Linked DNA regions of Sus scrofa: regions 1 and 3 are each linked to region 2. A link is a contact called in public targeted proximity ligation data. All regions are on one chromosome and are shown on one strand. The core of a region is the stretch at or near the end of the contact, and the rest is flanking DNA. Distances in the headings are between cores, read along the strand shown.

The links.
Region 1: a contact with region 2 is called in a targeted proximity ligation map of alveolar macrophages. A contact is called at or near these places in 7 of 47 Hi-C or Micro-C datasets (blood, heart right ventricle, psoas muscle and 1 more) and 2 of 2 datasets of targeted methods (alveolar macrophages and skeletal muscle).
Region 3: a contact with region 2 is called in a targeted proximity ligation map of alveolar macrophages. A contact is called at or near these places in 6 of 47 Hi-C or Micro-C datasets (alveolar macrophages, blood, brain and 2 more) and 2 of 2 datasets of targeted methods (alveolar macrophages and skeletal muscle).

What each region holds. Positions count from the first base shown.
Region 1 is chr4:41,429,760-41,433,268 of Sscrofa11.1, forward strand. The region is part of intron 2 of LOC106510019 (a long non-coding RNA gene); the gene reads right to left. Among named protein-coding and RNA genes, the nearest start is that of C4H8orf37, 58 kb to the left of the region's middle.
Region 2 is chr4:41,533,610-41,536,862 of Sscrofa11.1, forward strand. PLEKHF2 (pleckstrin homology domain-containing family F member 2) reads right to left here and starts at 1,323. Exons shown (of 2, transcript XM_021089079.1): 1 at 1,172-1,323.
Region 3 is chr4:41,412,932-41,416,098 of Sscrofa11.1, forward strand. No RefSeq gene overlaps it. Among named protein-coding and RNA genes, the nearest start is that of C4H8orf37, 41 kb to the left of the region's middle.

The DNA.
Region 1 (3,509 bases), core at 97-2,596, 100 kb before region 2:
AGCAGGACTCAAGGGGAGGGAGCACTAGAGCCCTGAGATGAGGTGAGAGAGGCACCATGGCTGATACAGAGCTGGAGTGAGCTAAAAACAAGAAATTTGCCACAAGAAGAATGAGCCATGTCAGAGAGGGAAGAGCAGAGGCTGAAGCATGGAAGTTGGAGAAAGCCTGATTTGGCTAGGGTTTCAGGGGAGTAATACATACCACTCTGGAGTTCCTACTGTGGCTCGGCGGTAGTGAGCCTGACTAGTATCCATGAGGATGTGGGTTCTATCCCTAGCCTCCCTCAGTGGGTTAAGGAGCCGGCATTGCCATGAGCTGTGGTGTAAGTCACAGATGCAGGTCTGATCTGGCATTGCTGTGGCTGTGGTATAGGCCGGTAGTTGTAGCTCCAACTGGACCCCTAGCCTAGCCTCGGAATTTCCATGTGCCACAGGTTCAGCCCTAAAAAAAGATAAATAAATAAATAGCACTCTAGAGGCACTAGGCCTTCTAAGGGGCTCCTCCTCCATGAACTAGATTCCTCCTACCCCAAATTACAGGCCTCCTCCTTCCCAAAGCAAAGCCCAACCCTGACAATGAACACTGGCAAATAGCAACCAGTGCATGTCTCTGCAGGACGAACGGGGAGATAGATACCCAGCCAAGGGAGCTGGGTTTCTCCTCCTGGGTCACCAAAGAGCCCAGCCCCAGCCCCAGGAGAATGGAGAAGGAGGGCACTGCCTCTTCTGTATCATTTCCTTGAGGAGTCTGCAATTGCTGCCAGCCTACATAAAAAAGAAAGCGCTGGGCATAACCCCTACCCCACCCCACCCTGTCAGCAGTGTTTGGAGAGGCTGGCTGGGAAGGGCTGCAAGACTGAAGGCTGGACAGATAGCCAGGCCTTGTGTGCCCTGCAGTGGGAGGGCTGTACCCGCCAAGGTGACAAGAGCCCCTGCGCAGGACAGAGACAGCACAGGAAGGCTGTCTGGGGAGTCGTGGGGTAGGAGGGTGGAGCAGAGGACATGACCGGGAGGCTAGCCTCTCAGGGGCCACCCCAGAACTCTGCTCAGAGCTGCGAGGGTGGAAAAAAAAAGTCCAGGGAATGAGAGGGGTTTGGGAGGTGACACTCAGGATCCGGTGATTAATCGGCTGTGACAAATAATAGGAAAGAGGGTGTCAAGCAGCACTCCAGGCTCTGGCTGGGCACTGAGAGCAGGAGGGAGAAAGGGTGGCAGGGAAGGATGTTGGGTTCAAGATCCAGGATAGCAGAGGCTGAGGTGCCCGGAAGGTGTGGACGTCAGGAGAGAAGGCTGGCCTGGAGAGAGCCGGCAGGAGTCAGCTGACTTGGAGAAGGCATTCTGCCCAGACAACAGAGCCTGGAGGGGGGAAGGAGCGTGACAGTGAGTCACCAGGACAGGCTTTCTCTGCCTCTGTCTCTCCCACTCCTAGGGAGCTCTGGCCCCTCTCAAACACAGCCTGGTAACCCTTGAGCTTACCTACTTATTTACACACACGAACTTACTTCCTGAACTAGATTCTGGCCACGTGGCCTCCATGGTTCCCCTCCTGCTCGCTGTGAACCCCTCAGACACAGAGCCACGCCTGGGTCCCAATGCCACCCGAGTGCCAGGCTCTCGCCCTGACCCACCAGGGCCCGGGGCCAGGCCCACTGCCAAGGGCACGGATGTCCGCGTGGAAAGGAACAAGTGTTCAAGAAGCAGGCGAAGTGTAGTGTGACCACTATTAGAAGGGGCTTCTCTGAAAACCAACAGAACCCACGGCACCCTAGTCCCTCAGCGGGCCAGGCCCCGTCCAGGACAGAAATAACTCACTCAGCTGCCACTCCCACTCCCACCCAAACCACCGCTACCAACACCACCATCACCAGGATGGTCCCCAGTATTTCCACACCCGGGGACCACCTGACACCCAGCACCCATCCAAGCCTGCCTCCATTCCTACCCCAGGATTAGCATCTTTGCTTAACAATTGATACCTGAGAATATCAACTTGCTTCAGGGGAAAAAAAAAATCGCTAGCCTATCCAGACTGTGCCATCAGGTGGCATAGTCCAAGAAGACAAGAATCAAGACCCAGAGTCTGGATCATTCGCTTTGTGGGTACCCCATTAGCAGTCTCTTGGCATTACCCTCAAAACCCATGCACATTCTAACCACGGCTCATCACCACCATTGTTCCCAGCCAGACCCCACCACCCCTGTCTCTTGCCTGGATTATTGCGACAGCCTCCTAACCAGTCTTCCTGTTTCTGCCCTCAGCCCAGTCGCCACACAGCAGCCTGGGTAAAGCACCCATCAGACCATGTTCTGCTCAAACCCTTCCTGTCTTCCCACCTCAGAGTAGAGCCCAAGTGCTTGCAAAATCCTGTGTTCTCAGGACACCCCCAACACACGCCCACCCCCGAAAGGCTCTGACCTTGACTCTAGGCTTGTCCTTCTGATTCACGCTGCTCCTCCAGACCTCAGGCCCAGAACCTTTGCTGTCTTCTCAGGGCCTTTACCCTTGCTCTTCCCTCAGCCTGGAATATTCTCCCCATATGGGGCCATGTACACCCCCTGCCATCTTTGCTCACCAGCTCAGTGATGTCTCAAATATCAACACACACACACACACACACACACACACACACACACTTCCTAGCTCTTCACTGTCTTAATTTTTCTCTTCAGCATTTCATCATAGCTTCCTTACTGATCTTGTTTTTGTCTGTTTCTGTGAAGACCAGAATTTTGTCTGTGCTCAGTGTGGGTGGAGGTAAATCTGGTAGTTGACTGCGATGGAGGGAATGACCCAGTGGCTGGGTTCGTCCCAGGAGACCCCTCAGTTCCCTTACAAATAGACCTGGACGCGTCCGTCCAACAGGTTCATGGACAGGCCCAAACATGCCTGAATGTAGCCTCCTTCAAACCAGGAAGCCCTGCTGGGAAGCAGGGCAGAACCCCTGGGTGTGAAGGAGCTCCCTGGGGAACTTAGCCCCTAGACGAGCAGGGGGCAGGGGAAACAGCTGGAGAGTGAAGCATTCCCGAGACACTGCCCAATGGCAACAATAAAGCAATTTGTGTGTGTGAAGCCAATCCAGGGGCGGGGGGAGGCAATGCCCCCCAAACAGCAGATCCCTCCTCCCTGGGGATTTGGGCAAGAGAGAGTTTCTAGAGCTTAGAAGTAACAGGGCGGAAGGAAGTTCTCATTGCAGCTCAGAGGTAATGAACCCAACTAGTATTCATGAGGACTCAGGTTCGATCCCTGGCTTGGCTCAGTGAGTTAAGGATCCGGCGTGGCCACCAGCTGTGGTGGAGGTCACAGATGCAGCTCGGATCTGGCATTGCTGTGGCTGTGGTGTAAGCCAGTGGCTCCAGCTCCAATACAACCCCAGCCTGGGAACCTCCATATGCTGTGGGTGTGGCCCTAAAATTCAGAAAAAGAAAGAAATAAAGAAAGAGAGAGAGAGAAAGAAAGAAGGAAGGAAGGAAATAAAAAGAAAGAAAGAACGAAAGAAAGGAAGGAAGAA
Region 2 (3,253 bases), core at 73-2,572:
ATTCAAGCTGAATCTTTTTTGATGCCTTGGTCAGTACACCAGTTTTATTTTTTGAGGCGATTACATGTGCTTTCCAAATAAGTAACTTAATACCATTCACCTCCAGTGCTGTGAGGACCCAAAGAGATTAAAAATAGAAGCTTTCCTTAATACCGAATTAACCTGAGGACCCCATGAGCTCGCAAAGGACAGAAAAATCTAAATGCTCAAAACACAGTAGGCAAGCACCTTTAAGGAACCAAAAGGAGGGGGGAAACCTCGCAATGTCAAGATCACTTCACCTTATTCTAAACAGAACACATGCCTTTGAGTCTCTCAATGTTCGTGTCTAAGTCCTTCTTTACTGAATTTGTTCTTCAGTGACGTACTGAAACACAACAAAGAAAGTATTTACCGATTTACAAACTTTGTGAGTCTCTGAATTACAGAGAAGAACTTGGTTATCTGTAACCTTAATACTACCCACGATTTCCAGTGCACACTCACAAGTTACTGCTTCAATGTCCTAAGGGCGCACAAGGATAGTCAAGCAACATGAAGAGGCAGCTCTCGGCCTTTAATAAAAATTTAAAAAATAAAGGAAAAATAAATTGGGCAAAAGACCATACAACTTTTAAAAGATTCCAAGTAAGTAAGACGTTAGAGCCAACGCTTCTATCAGGGTAAATTCTGCGGTGCCATTTTTGGCCGCCAATCACATAAAAATACGCTGTTCAGATTACAACGTCCGCGATGCCCAGACCCTGCAAACTTTTTGGACAGAGAGATGTTGGGGCCCTAAGATGCCATTGGCCACGACTGGGACCCCAGTCCCCGCGCCTCCCAACTTCTCACCCGATCTCAGGGTCCGCTTCGCGTCCGCCCGGCCCCCGCCCCGCGGCCCGGAGGACAGAACGAGCACCGGCACGGCCCCCCGGGCGGCCCCCGAGCCCTCCCGCAGCGGCGGCGGCGTCCTGCGAGCGGGCGCGGCTCCCCCAGGGCGAGGGGAGCGGCCGGGAGCGCCCCGTTTCTCACAGACCCCAACATGGCGTCGGCCGCCGCCGCCCGAGACGACGACACCTCCCCGCGCCGCCGACGGCCGGGGACCGCGGAGGGAAGCGCCCGGAAAGTTTCGCTTCTCCTCTCCCCGCCCGCCGGCGGCCGGTGGACAACCAACTCCGGCTTCACCTACCCGGCCGGGCGCGGACGGCGGCGGCGGCGGCAAAGGTCCGACTCCTCCTCGTCCCGAGCGCCGGGCGCGGACTCTGCTCGATCCTCCGCCCCAGCCTCCCAGAGTGGGCAGCCAACAGCGTTTCGCAGCCGGCGCGATCCAGACGCGGCGGGCTGGCGTCGAAGCCGCTCGCAGGTGACCCTCCCGCCCCTCCAGTCGAACCCCACAACGGCCGCCGGGGACAGCCTCTCCCCTGCGCGCGCACGGGCGCGCCGCCACCCACACGCCAGCCGCGAGCGCGGGCACGAGCACACCCACACCGCTCGCTCCCCGCCCTTTCTTGCCCGTTCCCTCGCCCCGCCCGGGCGGCCCCGCGCGACGAGCTCGAGGGGGCGGAGCCACCACGAAAGCCACACCCACCTGGGTAGCCAGGGCCTGGGGTTGGTTCCTCCGTGCTCAGTGGGAACGCGCGCCTTGGAGCCGATTGGGCGCACGTGGGACGTCTTACCTGGGCTGCCTAGCTGCGGGCAAGTCCTTGGAAAGGATTGTTCATCTGCCCACGAAGTTCTTAGCGAGGCTGGAAGAACGGAAGGAAGGCTGGGCCCCCTCTCCCACACCACCGAACTGGCCTGTAAGGGGAACTCAAGAACTTTCCACTGCCGGGAAATAAAAGCTGGGCGGACTTTTGTTTGCTACTCCCACTTTAGCACAGCGTTCCTGCCTGTCACATCTTCCACTGGCTTTTCCTAAGACCCCACCACTTGAAACAGAGGGAGCTGCGGCTACAACACACATACCCCATACAGTCTTTTAAGTGATGGATGACTTATTCCCTGACTTAGAACTCTGGTCTTTCCAAAACTTTTTCTCTGACGCCACAAACGTCATCCAACTTCACACATCTGAAAACAGTAATGATACCATATAAGGTTAAACCTGCCCTTCTTCATTTATAACGCAGCTAAGCGAGCTGACGGATACGTGGAGAGATGTTTAAGATGACTAAGATGAGGAATGGGGGGAGGAGACAGAATATTCACTTCAAACGGAAAGCGTATAGGCAGAAATTAGACTTGGGTAAATTTTATCTTTCCCGTTGATCTATTATTTCAAGGATATTTTACCTTTGATTATTCTTGAATTAGAACCACCGCACCCAAGCCACATAAAAGAGCACCCACCTAGGGATACATAAGCAGGAACTTTCTTTTGGTCTGGGATCCCCTCCAGGTATTCAGCCTCCCATCCTCACTTTTTCCATATCTCAGAAACAAGCAAGTCTTTTAAATAAAATTAGTAACTAGAAAAAAACTGCAAAACCGATATTTTTTTTTAATAGGAAAACGTAGACTATTACCACCAGAAAAACTTTACATCTGTTAGGTATAGTTGTCTCTGAAGACAAGTGTAAATGTCCCCAGGATTCTCATCTGAACCATCACCCTACCCCAATTTCATTTAGTTCCTTCTTCCTCTACATGCAGAAGACCATCTGTCAGTGGAAAAAAGGATGGACTCCATCATCTCCAAAATCCCTTTCAATTTTGAGATTAGGAATGGCTATGTCTGATTGGTTGGCTAAAGTCTAGTCTAGAACAATAGTCACCAAACATTTTTGTCACTCACTTACCAGTAAAAGTTTGTCCTCTCGTATTTCCCAATATACTTATTTAGCTCACCCTAAAACGTATGGACTTAGAAGCCAAACTACTCAAATTCAGCTTTGCCACCAGCTACCTGTTTCCTTGGGCATATCCAAATTTTGCCTTAGTTTCTTCATTTGTAAAATGAGGGTAATTAAAGTATCTACCCCCTAGTGTTATTACTATTTGTAATGTATAGTGACTTGTGCATGGTAAGGGCTATATGAGTGTTAAATTTAAAATATATATAATTAATTATAAAGTGTATACACACACACGCCTATTATAATATTGATGTAAAACAAATAGATTGCCATTTATTTCTCCAGTAAAAATGGGTTTACTCAGGATCAACCAAGAACTGCAATTCAGGGTATGCTTCCATGTGGATTCCACCTACAAGTCCCTACACTGCAAAGAGAGGAGAACTCTTTTAAAGAGGGAAAGAAGAAGGTGGGAG
Region 3 (3,167 bases), core at 425-2,924, 120 kb before region 2:
TTGAGAGAACATTGTAAATCAACTATAATAAAAATTTGTTTTTTCTTTTTTTGTCTTTTTGTCTTTTCTAGAGCTGCACCCAAGGCATATGGAGGTTCCCAGGCTAAGGGTCTAATCAGAGCTGTAGACTCCAGCCTACGCCACAGCCACAGCAACACAGGATCCGAGTCACAGCTGTGACCTACACCACAGCTCACAGAAACACTAGATCCTTAAACCACTGAGCGAGGCCAGGGATTGAGCCTGAATACTCATGGTCCCTAGTCAGATTCGTTAACCACTGAGCCACGACAGGAACTCCAAAATTTGTTTTTAATTAAAAAAAATTTTTAGTAAAATTAACATCCACAAGATGTATAGGAGAAATTATGATAGCTTTGGTCTTGAAGAATATAATGCTTTATTTTTTACATTTTTCTTGAGGGACAGGGGATTAAACCAGATATTTCCCAGTGGATTGAGGCATAGCCTGTTATAAGTCTCTTCAGCCTCCACATCTGGCACCTGGAAGGACCCAGCAAGGGCCTTCCAAGTCCCTTCCCTTGGTTTCCTCCACAGCTGACTATGCGACAAAGACTACTCAGGTTTCTTTCCACTCAGTTTCTATGGAAGACCTTTAGCTAGTTAATTTTTTTTTTTTTTTTTTTTTTTGGTCTTTGGTCTTTTTAGGGCCACACCCGGGGCATATGGAGGTTTCCTGGCTAGGGTTCGAATTGGAGCTGCAGGTGCCAGCCTATGCCACAGCCGCCGGCCTATGCCACAGCCGCAGCAACAGTAATACAGGATCTGAGCCACATCATCACGGCAACGCTGGACCCTTAACCCACTGAGCAAAGCCAGGGACTTAACCTGTATCCTCATGGATGCCAGTCAGACTCATCTCCACTGAGCCAAGATGGGAACTCCTAGGTAATTAATTTAATTGCCAGCACATTTATTCTGAAATATCCCAGGTCTGATAGAAAACCCAGGAAAAAAGGTTAATATTTGTAAAGGCATAGAGGATGTGGGCACTCATGTGGTTTGGCATCATGTCCTCAGTAAAGGGGCCCCTCCTTGCCTTTGCCCCGTTAGTTAGCAAAATCATGCCCTAAATGAGCAGCTGTTGTGGGGGAGGCTAGGGGCCCAGACCTGGACTGGAATCCTCGCTCTGTAGTATACCCAGGATGTCACATTTTGCAGCCACTTACCCACTCCCATCCTCTTCTTCCTGACCTGTGCAACAGATTATAAAAATACTTACCTCCTGCTGGGAGGAGGTGAATGAGGTCATCCATGTAACATATTTAATGCTGTACCTGGCACTTCGTGAGTGCTTAGTAGATATGACTTCTTTGCTAAGATCTGTCAATATAAAAATGCATACCTGAAAGTTAACTTTCTGCCATGATTCTGGATGGGTTTTCTCCTTCAGCCTTCTTCATTTTGCCTTAAACATGTTTAGTCCCAACAAGCTTTGTCTCAGGGCAAGAAATCCAAAGTAACCCATTTAAAGGGGGCTTCAAACACAGGTGCATTTTCACCTAAGTGCCCACCTGCATGGTGCCAGATATGTGGCCACAGGGCCCAGAGGTGCTACATTGACAGGAGTAGAATTGGTGACACATGGGTCACTGCCTAAGGAATCCATGCTAGGTGTCTCTGACACGGGTCAATACCAAACATCAAAGATAATCACAGGCAAAGCTGGTACATAGAGGCAATTTCACAAAGTAGTGAAATTCTCGGCTGGCCATCCCCCGTGTGCTCATCACTGATTCTGATGTGACCAAAATAGAAACTGCTAACCCTGTGTCACTCCTTGTGCTAGAAAAGGACACGGCACCCAGGGAGGCAGAAAGGAAGGCACTTTGCTTCAACTTCCCCTTTCTTAGTCTAAAATTCCTACTGCAATTTCGGGTAAACTGTCTAGTCATTGAGTCACATTCTGAGCCCAACACCAGCCATCCCTGACCAGCAAGGGACCACAAAGGCAGGGGGTCCTATAGAAGACTTCACACGACTACAGCTCATCCCAGTGGAGATAAAAAGAGACAAATTTTGCTCCAGGGACTTGAGGATTTTAAAAGACCCACCTTCTTAGTAAGGCTGACTTCGTGAAATGAATAAATTGAGTATCTAGCCCATAGAGGGCAGACCTGCACTGAAAACCAGATTTCATTTCTTGGTCTGGCTTTGGTTTCTGAGAAAAGTACTTAGAACACTCCTAAAGGTCATGCATTCTGTTTTTTCATCAATGTTTTGTAAAGTTATCTTGCAGTAGTGAAGGTCCTTGTTTTTTCTGGCTGCAGATAGAACTTCTCCCTAGTATAAATCATCTGTCTTTGTTCTTAGGTGAAAAAGGTAGGCACCAAACGCTAGACAGTCTTACTGAGGAAGTTTCATACTTTTTCTCCATGGAAGCACTTGTCATCTTGAGCTTGTGAACCCACCCGAGGGAGAAAAGTAGAACATTTTAACTGATTCACTTCAAAAATCAACTGGAATTTCCCATCCTGGCTCAGCAGTTAACTAACCCGACTAGTGTCCATGAGGACGCAGGTTTGATCCCTGGCCTCACTCAGTGGGTTAAGGATCCGGCGTTGCTGTGAGCTGTGGTGTAGGTCACAGACAAGGCTCAGATCTGGCGTGGCTGTGGCTGTGGCTGTGGCATAGGCCAGCAGCTACAGCTCCAATTCCACCCCTAGCCTGGGAGCCTCCATATGCCACGGGTGCAGCCCTAAAAAGACCAAAAAAAAAAAAAAAAAAAAAAAAAAAATCAACTCCTCGAGCGCCTCAAGGAATATAAGTGAATCTGAAGTTAAAGAGCAGCAATGAAATGACTCCTCACAACCGAAGATGGGAAATCAAGGTGACGGGCTTGGCAGAGGCAATTGAGGAAGTCGCAAGGGCGAGTTTGTGCTGACAGGCCTTCTGAGGCCAGGAAACCATAACTTCATGACCTTGAAGCGGGATTGTTCAGCACAAAAATTCCCAGAAGAGAGTGATTTGGATTTATTTGAAAATCAAATGCAGAAAAGCAAAACAAGATAAATTGTTCCATACTCTCACTTTTTGGTGCATAGAAATACAATACATAAAAAAGCAAAAATCTCTTCACTATCCCAAAAGGTAAATACTGTTCATTGGATACCCATCCTTCTGGATTTTTCAATAGATGAACAGAT